Linked DNA regions of Mus musculus: regions 2 and 3 are each linked to region 1. Evidence: chromatin contacts called from public HiChIP or PLAC-seq data. All regions are on one chromosome and are shown on one strand. The core of a region is the stretch at or near the end of the contact, and the rest is flanking DNA. Distances in the headings are between cores, read along the strand shown.

The links. HiChIP or PLAC-seq counts read pairs in DNA pulled down with a chosen protein or histone mark.
Region 2: a contact with region 1 is called in an H3K27ac HiChIP or PLAC-seq map of regulatory T cell precursor, with 3 times the contacts expected there. The contact joins the enhancer-like site here to the promoter of Sash3 in region 1. A contact is called at or near these places in 8 of 39 promoter capture datasets (the 3T3-L1 cell line, 3T3-L1-derived adipocytes, the C10 cell line and 4 more), 2 of 484 Hi-C or Micro-C datasets (bone marrow-derived macrophages and double positive thymocytes), 7 of 115 datasets of contacts at active chromatin or transcription factors (bone marrow-derived macrophages, double positive thymocytes, effector CD8 T cells and 4 more) and 4 of 9 other capture datasets (embryonic stem cells, liver, macrophages and 1 more).
Region 3: an H3K4me3 HiChIP or PLAC-seq map of the SCID.adh cell line shows a contact between it and region 1, with 10 read pairs. The contact joins the enhancer-like site here to the promoter of Sash3 in region 1. A contact is called at or near these places in 6 of 39 promoter capture datasets (the C10 cell line, the HPC-7 cell line, hippocampal neurons and 2 more), 5 of 484 Hi-C or Micro-C datasets (CD4 T cells, CD8 T cells, memory CD8 T cells and 1 more), 10 of 115 datasets of contacts at active chromatin or transcription factors (the 230-238 cell line, the SCID.adh cell line, double positive thymocytes and 7 more) and 2 of 9 other capture datasets (embryonic stem cells and pancreatic islet).

The regions. Positions count from the first base shown.
Region 1 is chrX:48,144,764-48,147,861 of GRCm38.p6, reverse strand. It overlaps Sash3 (SAM and SH3 domain containing 3), which reads right to left and starts at 1,426. Exons shown (of 8, transcript NM_028773.4): 1 at 1,145-1,426. The coding sequence starts at 1,201.
Region 2 is chrX:48,409,004-48,412,233 of GRCm38.p6, reverse strand. It overlaps Elf4 (E74-like factor 4 (ets domain transcription factor)), which reads left to right. Exons shown (of 9, transcript NM_001381876.1): 9 at 1-1,184. Among named protein-coding and RNA genes, the nearest start is that of Elf4, 44 kb to the left of the region's middle. Within about 2 kb of position 1,938, at least 178 of the 459 cell types and tissues checked have an H3K27ac peak or open chromatin away from gene starts, as enhancers often do. A contact at or near this core is called in 3T3-L1-derived adipocytes, bone marrow-derived macrophages, effector CD8 T cells and 3 more, where this site is marked.
Region 3 is chrX:48,437,510-48,440,669 of GRCm38.p6, reverse strand. All of the region lies in intron 1 of Elf4 (E74-like factor 4 (ets domain transcription factor)), which reads left to right. Among named protein-coding and RNA genes, the nearest start is that of Elf4, 15 kb to the left of the region's middle. Within about 2 kb of position 1,394, at least 76 of the 459 cell types and tissues checked have an H3K27ac peak or open chromatin away from gene starts, as enhancers often do. A contact at or near this core is called in CD8 T cells, the HPC-7 cell line, the SCID.adh cell line and 5 more, where this site is marked.

The sequences.
Region 1 (3,098 bases), core at 177-2,676:
CCTGAGAGGTGGGACAGGATGCACACCCCAATGCTCTCAGCCTGTCTCTTAGTTGTCGCCCACTGCCTGGGAACTGTTCTGACAAGGGGGCATCCCCCCACAGTGCACCTGAGTTGAATTCCATGGAAAAATGGATAGGGCACAGTGAGAGTCCTGGAGGCCCCTGATTAAGGCTTGGGTGCTTGGATCTAGTCAGGCCTGCTTTGGACCATTCCTGTGGTCCACTTAGACATGCAGACTGGACAGGCTGATTGCCTGGGAGAGTCCTGACATAAAATGAACTCTATACATACAGCCAGGGAAACCTGGATATCAGAGTCTTCAAGAATCATTCAGTCTAGCTCCTGTCTCAGGAAGATGAACACTTCAGCCATTTTTGACAGCTACCTTCCTTCCTGGACTTTGAAATCCCCTTCCCTCCCCCAACGAACTTTTCCCCCTTAGCTCTCACACCTACTCACCATGCAAGTCATCAGCTCCATTTCTCATTCTTCATAAGTTCACTTGCCCAGAAAGAACCTGTTCAACCCCCCCCACACACACACACACACCACCACCACCACCTGAACTTTACGGCATTTGGGTGGGCTCTTTTCCTGAGTCTGAAATTTACTTACTGCTTCATCTCCAGTGGCCTGGGGGAGATGTTGTAGATCTGAGCCTAGTGGGAAATGGCTATGGCTCCTGCCAAAGAGTTAGGGAGTCTGTGACCACCTTGGCTGGGTAGGCTAGTAGGGCCCTTTGAATGAGGTAGTCCCCAGAGGACACACTCGAGCAAAAGCAACACAGAACCCGAGCTAGAGAGACAAAATTAATTACGCTCTTTGGATTCAATTTGAACACGACATTTTGTAACTCTCCAACTGATGTCTGTGGATTTAACTCTTATGTTCTTCAGTCTATCACTCTAGACTTCCAAAGGCCCAACTCATAGCTCTGTATTCCAGAGTTTAGAAAGTACCTTCAGTACTTTTACTACTCAAGTGAGCGTTGAGCCCCATCCCCTTGCTTTCTGGAAGAACCCTCACGTCCAAGCTCAACATAGAGCCTTGGTTCAACTTCCACCTTCTAAGAGTCCATGAAGGCCTTGGTAGAGAGTGTAGAGGAGAGAAGGAAGGAGTGTACGCTCAAAGATGCGCCTTACCTTTTTCTTCTGAGTGGGCTCTTTGTCACTGGCGTTGGAGGGTTTGCGACGCAACATGGTCCTCTACAGAAATGGCACTCCTGCTCTGTTCTCCAAGGAGCTAAGATGCAAAAATCTCTTGTTAAAGCCTCCCCAGCACCAGCCAGTTGGCACAGCATAGACTGAGCCTGGGGCTGCTACTCTTTACTGCTGCAGTGGCAGCTTGGGGGTGCGGGCCATGGACACCCAGCAGCAGCAGCATACAGGAAACCTTGCCACGTGACCTGCTCTTACAGCAATCATGGCCCCTGCCGGCCTCTAGGGAGGAAGGAAGTCCCAGCTTCAGTCTCCAGAGATTCTGATGCAGACAGACCTTGAGTTGAACAGTCAGAGAAAAGCCCCAATCCTGTTGTCTCCGGTCATCCACTACAGTCCTTTCATGTTCTGGCTTATTTGGGCTTTACACTCACTGACTAAACCTCTGAAATCAGAAGGTGAACAATCTCCCTGCCTGTTGAGTAAATGCCCCCAGTCTATTTGCATCTTCCAAGTCATTACTGCGATCACGATTACCATTACTGTCACTCCTGTGGCCATCATCTTGATGGTTATCACTACTGCTACCATTACCAGATAGCCATTACTACAACCGTGACTACCACCACTCCCCACGCCCCAGCCATCATCCCTCCTACCATCCCTACTGCCGTCAGTATACCTTAGCTATGATTGGTAAAGCTCTCATCTCTTCAGAGATTTCTACTGCTTCATCATCCTTAGAGTGGTCACCTTTACAGATGCTATAGTCATTTCCATGATGCTCTCATCCCTACAACCTTCAATAGCCCTGTATCCACTGTTTCTAAAGCTATCAATCCAGCAACTATCCACATTTCCATCAGCACACATATGGTTTTCAGTCTAGATGAGGTGTGCCTACACACAACAACCCCTCAGGTCATACAAGAACAACTGAGAAATGTTTGAAGGCAATGCCACGTCAACAGCAGGTGCCCCATTCAAAAGGCATTCATCAACTGCCTGGGCATTGCGCCCATCTTGTGGGTTACATTCAGCACATGATGGTGATGATGATGATAATGATGACAATGGCAATGTTGATTTGCAGTGCTTAGGGGTCTCACCTATGGCTTACCCATGCCAGGTAAGTTTACTACCATTGAGCAATTGCGGTAGATGTTTAAGTACTTTCAATGATTCCTGTTCACTACAAAGCAACTGGTATGTATCATTTACACTTTATCAAATACAGATGACAATAAAATGAAATTTCAAAAAAGTCTCCATAATTGGATTTCACACTGTTTAGGTAAATATCCTTTACTGTTTTCAGCACCTAGCACCTCTCTCTAGACAGAAATTTACTTCTTACAAAGAATCACACCCGTACAGGACGAAAAACATTGGTTTGGGGAGATTTGGAAAAATTGGAGGGACAGATAACTAAGGACATATAGAACATTTTGGAGGTGATGAATAAGTTTGTTTATTGTGATTGTGGTAATAGTTTTAGGAATGTCTACATCAGGAAAACTATCTTGAATTTTTAATGAAAATAAACTCCCCATTTCTCCTGCTCAAGGCCTTACTGTGTGTCCCAGGCTGGCTTGGAACTTATGATGAGTGCTGGGATTATAGATGTGGACCACCATGACTGGCCGAACTAGTCTGGAACGGTTATTTTTCATGTGGACATGCGTGTGTATGTGTGCACACTCAGGATGCGTTCTCAGCTGTGCGTTCACATCTGGGGGTAGCAGTCGATGCTCTATTACTCTCTACCTTAGTTTTGGGGAAAGGGGCCCTCGCCACATCTGGAGCTGATGGTTTTCAGCTAGACTGGCTGGCTAGTGACCTTCTGGGATCCATAGGTCTCTGCTTTCCCCATTCAGGGCTGGAGTTATAGATATCTGTCTATCACCCAGCTTTTATGTAGGTTCCAGGGATACAAACT
Region 2 (3,230 bases), core at 689-3,188, 260 kb before region 1:
CCACTCAGGATTTTCTAGCTGGTCTAGGCCTAGCTTTAGTTCCCCAATCGTGGCAGGGCCCAAGAAGTTGGGGAGCACTTGGAGAGTAAATCTTGAAAGATTTGAAGTTTGATAACAACCCACCAGGGAAAAGAGCTCGAAGTCGGTGGCATTTCACTAGTGGGTCCTCTCTGATATTCCCCACTCACCCCATGCCAAGGTACTCTTCGAGGAGTCCATGGTCTTTGAACTTGTTCCCACTTAATGCCTTTTCTTTCCTGGGTTCCATCTAACCAATATGCTCTATCCTCTTACTAACAATGGAAAACTGTGTCTCAAGATGGAATTGAGTGGGAACAGCCAGTTCTTACCTTTAATTCTTAAACTTGTAACTGCCACTTGATGGACAGGTGACTAGAAACAGCCTGTGACATCTCTGTTGTAATCACAAACTGTTACTTAGACTGTAAGTTTAGTACCTTTTATCTCCTGTGTGTGTTACCTTCTGAGGGGTAGGCACCACCGTGTCACCCACAACACTGGGCATACTATAACGCAGATGAGCATCCCTGACCAGTTACTGTTTGATCTGATGAGAGCTGGGAAGCAAACTTTTGAGGTAGCTGACCGCCGTCCTCCCCTCTCGCTTAGGCAGTTACTCCAGGTGCTTCACTGCCCAGTGCTGCCCCCCCCCCCCACAGGACCACCTCACCCTCTATCTTAACATCAAAAATTTGTATTACTTTCAACATCCCTCTGATCCTAAAGACAACTTCTTGTTCAGTTTCTTCCTTACCCAGAGTGTTAAACTAGCTAACCGGTTAACTAACCCTTGCTGACAAGCGTTCTGCAAGAGGCTTACAGGAGAACCTCAGGAGACAGATTTCCTTGAACCAGAGTCAGGTGGCAGCAATCCCCCTGCTTTTGTGATGGCCTGCCTAATGGAGTCAGGAGTCAAGTGATGGTCCTCACGTCCCAGCGGCTGATATGTGACTCCCTCCTCCTGGCTCCCACAGCACTTTGTATATACCTCTTATTGTAGCACATTGTATGTAGTTCTTTGATTGTGTTCATGTACGGTTTCCCTTCAACAGACTGTGAGCTCCTCCAGAGCAGGAGCTGTGTGCTAGTCAGTGATGTATCCCCAGCACCTAGCCACAGTGCCTGATACACAGTAGGTGCTCAATAAATGTTTATTGAAAGGCTGAAGGTGTTCAGATTCCAATTGTGGGACCTTCTGCCTTACCTGGGGGGCGGGCAGGAAGAGGACAAGTAGGTCATTCCATGCTCAGGAGCTAATAATCATGGTGGTTTTGTAATTTTGGTGTCATTTTTAAAGGTCGTGATGGGACGGTCTCATGTAGCCCAGGCTATGTGACCAAGCATGATCTCCCCCATTCTGAGATTACAGACATTCGTTGCCACACCCCTCCCATCCCCGCGCCTTATTTCGGGCTGAAGACTGAATCCAGGGCTTCCTGTATGCTGGATAGATACTCTATCAACTGAGCTACATCCCCAGCCTGGACCACAGCCCACCCATCATAACATTTCAGGCAGCTACTCCCTTTACCCACGTGTTTATCTATCATTGGGTTCGCCTGGCGCTTAGAGCTGCTTTCAACTTCAACTATGCTGTGTTGATAGGCGACTCCCAAACAACTGCCACTGCCTCCCTTCCAAGTGACTGCACTCAGCACTATATCCTTATCCCTCGGTGGGACTGAGGTAGAAATGTCACTCCCATCCTTGGACGGGAACAGTCAAATTTGTCTGCCGGTCATGAGCTTGCTGACTGCACTCAGAAAGGCAGTTACCTAGAGCTTTGAAGACTCTGGACCCAGGGTGAGCAAGCTCTTTGGGCTCCCAGTTGCAGCCAGCAGCCTCCAAGCGCTTCTGCCCTGTGCGCCGGGCATGGAAGCCAATATCCAGCAGGTGGCGCTGTGGAGCCGGAGATGGTGGGCCAGCCAGGCGGAGCCCGGGAGGGAGGGGCGGCCAGGGCGTGGCTCGCCGCTCCCAGAAGAGCAGACTAAGCGGGCGTCTTCCTGTCCCTTGGAAGTGTTCCCTGATTCTCAACTTCTGGGCGGCTTTGGTTTCCGCCGACAATCTCCCTGGCTTTGAAGCTTCAAACTTTCTCCTCGGTCCCCTTCCCTCTCCAAGAGTTCAGCAGTCCGCAGAATGTCGCCTTCCCATTGGCCAACCGTTCCCTGGCCCCGCCCCCCGCCCCCGTCTCTAGTACCTGTAGGTGAGCTAGTGGCGACTGGGCTCTCTGGCTCGCTGCGGGCTCCCTAAAGCCGCTAAAGCACGCTCCAGGCCATCGCCAACCTCTAGACAGGTCCTGGACCCGATGCTCCCTCTCCTTAGCCTGCCTTTAGCAACACTTTCACGCGCCACCGCTTTCTCCCTTGAAATGGGAGAATAATCGAGGCATCTGTTACAACCATTTGCCTGCACCTGGAGGAGACACACACACACACACACACACACACACACACACACCCCGAGCCTGGGAGGAGCACTCACCCAGCGGCCAGCCCTCCTGATAGTGGAAACTGCCACTGTAAGGGGGGACACAGGGCTAGGCCTGCTCCCCTTCTTAATCTACCAGGTCTGCCTGAACATTTGGCAGCTCTTCCCTACCCAACACAGCAAAAGAAAAGCTTCCGTGTCAGCCTTGATCTTTATAACCTGACAATAGTCTCCAGCTACTGTATGGGTCAAAGAACGCATAAGCATGAAATGTGAAAGTGCTGTTGACTCTTCTCTCTCCTCCAAGCCTCTACTCACATTGTGCCCTCATTCCAAACACCATTCCCTGGCATCTATTTATATTTAAGTATGCACCGCTCACTACCTCTCCCGTGCCATCTGCTCCAAGCATCCAGGTGCCCTTGCCCAGCCCTTTGAGCTCCCACGGCATTTGGGGCCTATCTGAATACTGTTAATCTCAACAGGGCTTCTGTAACCTCCTGACTTGTCTGACTTCTGAACCGCATTTCCTTTTTGTTCTTTTGAGACAAGGTCTCACCTATGTAGCCTGGGCTGACCTCAAGCCCCTGCCTCTGTTATTCAGAGAAGTAGAACTGTAGACATGCGTTATCACACCTTGCTTGTTTGGGTGCTGGGTCTTGCTGTATAACCCTGGCTGACCCAGCGTTCACAGGAACCATTCTGCCTCCCCCCCCCCATGTCCTTGGGACTATGGGTATGTGTCACCATGGATGCTTGCCTTCTGACTACAGGTTTCAACT
Region 3 (3,160 bases), core at 145-2,644, 290 kb before region 1:
GATTCTTGAGTTAGATAACATTTCTTTCCAATGTAACATTTGTTGTCCGTCCCCAGCCCCCTTTTTTTTTTGGAGACAGCGTCTCATGTAGCCCAAATTGGTTTCAAATTCATTATGTAACAGAATGGGTTTGAACTTCTGATCCTCCTGCTTCTGCCCTACCTGGGATTGCAGGTGTGCACCACAGGATAGTTTATGTGATGCTTGGAGTGGAACTCAAGACTCCGTGAACGCTGGCCGAGCATTCTCTCAACTCAACAGCAATCCTAGCTCTGAAGTATAGCATTCACTCGTTTTGAGACACGGTCTCTCTGTGTAGTCTTAACTGGCCTAGAACTCAAAAAGATCCACCTGTCTCTGCCTCCCAGGTGCCAAGGGTCTCACGCCTGTCTAGTATTCACTTTTAAGTGGGACTGTTTTCATTTATTACCTAAAATGTAATTTTTGCTAACTTGTCAAGACAAAAAGAAACAAAACAAAAAAGTGAGATGGGTTTGAACTGTACCTTTGACTCCCTAGTCTGAGGCTTGGTCAGATCTAGTGAAAGGGTCCTACCCTCGTGGGACCTCTCTACTGAACCTTAGCTTTTGAGATTTTTGAAAAGGAGAGTGGAAGGGAAATCCTATCACCTGCAGCATCATCTTCATTTGCTTGCCACCCTTGCCACCCCTTTCTCCTTGCCTTAGAATACATTTGAAAGCAAATGACTAGGTCCTTTTGCTCTGGGGAGAGGTCCTTTGACTTGCTCAGTGGTTAGCTCTGTCTCATCTTCAAAGTTTCGGGTATGAACAGATCTTGAAGTTGGTATGGAGAGACCTATGAGGCTCTGGAGCCTGGTTGTAAATCAAGACTGTTCAAAAAGATTACTGAACTTCACCTCTGCTATCATACCATACCTGTGTCCTTTCCCTTTGGCTCCATCTTTGGTTTTGATTATTCATAGTAGAGTGTTAGTATCGTTCCAGTTTGGAAACACTCTGCTTACACTCTGCCTGGACTTATCAGAGCCTTCAAGTCTAGTGCTGCTCTGGCTAAGTCTTGGTGGCTAAGTCACTGAAGGCTAAGGTGAATCTCCTTAGCACTCCAGTCGTTTGATTTACTGTCCCCATAGCTTACAGATAGGGATGCCAACTGGAGAAAGAATGCCTGCCCTCTGCAGCCTGGTCAAGCTGGATAAAGCACTCTGAATAGGCAGGTTTTAACCCACCAGGCAGGGCCTCAGGCATCAAGGGCCTGTGCCAGGCAGCAAGCCTTCTTCCACACCCCTTGCCTGTCAGGGGGCTTGGGGCAGGAGAAAGAGCAGGTAGGGCTCTGGGCAGGCTGTCTGGGCTGGGCGGGGCCCTGGTTGGGTGAGGCCCAGATTCCCCAAGCTGATAAAGCAGCCTGTAAACACCCAGCAAGTTGCGGGTGGGGGTGGGCAGAGGGCAGGCTACCAGATGGCAAGAGAAGGAGGGAAACTGGAGCCCAGGCCGAGCTACAGGAAGTGGGGCTTGATGTAGAAACATCCTGTCCAGCAGGGGCTAGAGAGGTAGCCACCAGTGATTGCTCCTCCACTATGGTGGCAAATTCAGTACAAGGTGGGGCTGCATGCCTGGGCAGCGGGCCAGGTTCTTGGTTCCTGGCATCTCAGAGGGACATGATCAATCGGTCTCTGTTATGGGTTGCTCATGGGTCTCTGTTAGGGTTTGCTGTACCATCTACCAACGCCGAGAAGGCGGGGGAGGTGGTTTAGAGCCAAACTACCCCCGTGGAGAAACTCTCCAGAGTGATTGTCTGAGAGAATTTGTTTCTTACGGGAAAAATCATCGCCTTCACTGTCTGTGAGGAGCATTGATTGGAACACAGGATTGTGTCAATTGTGTCAAAGGCCTCCTGCGGCCCTCTGCGAAGAACAGTCATATGGCCGATGCTCTTTCAGCTCGATCTTGCGGTGCCTTTTAATTAGAACCTCAGAGGGTCAGATCTGGTGCAGCCTTTAGCAGAGATCAGCAGACCTGTCCATTTCACTTTACAGGTGGGGAAACTGGGAATCAGAGGCACAGAGGCTGAGTCACCTACACGGGAGACCCAAAATTCAAGCCCTTGCTCTGCAAAGCTTCCCACCATCTTCCCTGGTGTGGGAGGTCCCCCACTAGCACCCAGCCCTCCCACATAGGCCTGGATATGTCCTGCATACTCACTGGACCTGTATGTACTTAACCTTGCTGAAGGCTACAGGATGCCTGGAAGGAGGAAAGAGCCTCAGAGTCATAAATCAAAAGGCCTCTGCTTGTAAGTGGCCTTGAGTAGACCCTTTGGGCCACAGAGATTCCTAAAAAATTTACAAAGGTAATAATTTTCAGCAGGCATGGTGATGTGTGTCTGTACTCTCAGCTGAGAGGTAGAAGCAGAAGAATATTGAAGAGTGAGCTACATAGTGAGCTTGAGGCCAACCTGAACTACACGGAACCCTCTTTCAAATCAAACAGAAGACAAAGAAAAGCAATTCTCTTAAGAGCGTTAACCCTGGTAGAGGACCACACATCCAAGAATATTTGGGCAGCATAAATTGGTCTTGATGTTTTTGTTTAAACAAAACAAACAAACAAACACAAAAAAACCAAAGTTGGGTGGATGGTAGTAGATTTGGGAAGAATTAGGTTAGGGATCATTATGGTCAAAACAGATCATATGAAAATCTCAACTGATAACTACTTTTTTTTTTTTGGTTTTTCAAGATAGGGCTCATTAAAACATTTGTCGTTATACCCCTGGACTCTGGGTAAAGATGGAAGAAGATAACAAGCTTCACAGAGTTGTCCTTTGCCCTCCACACTTAAATCACAATAAGGAGAAATGTTTTAAAAAATAATAACAGAAAAATAATAATATTTAATTATTTTAAGAAATTATAAATTTCACACACTAGAAACATCTACTTCAGTGAGATTTTTATCTTATTTTATTTTATTTTTTAGCATTCACAGAATTGCACAGCTATCAGTAGGATCCACTTTAGAGTATTTTCATCTTCCTCCAAAGAAATACCAAATACCACATACATCCCTTAGAGCCAGTCCCAATTTCCCTCCAGCCCCAGGGCCTCGGTTCTAAAGGGATGCTTACTATAGATAGATGCTCTAGGTGTTTTGAGGTGAAACCCACCCTTGTTGATCAAGAT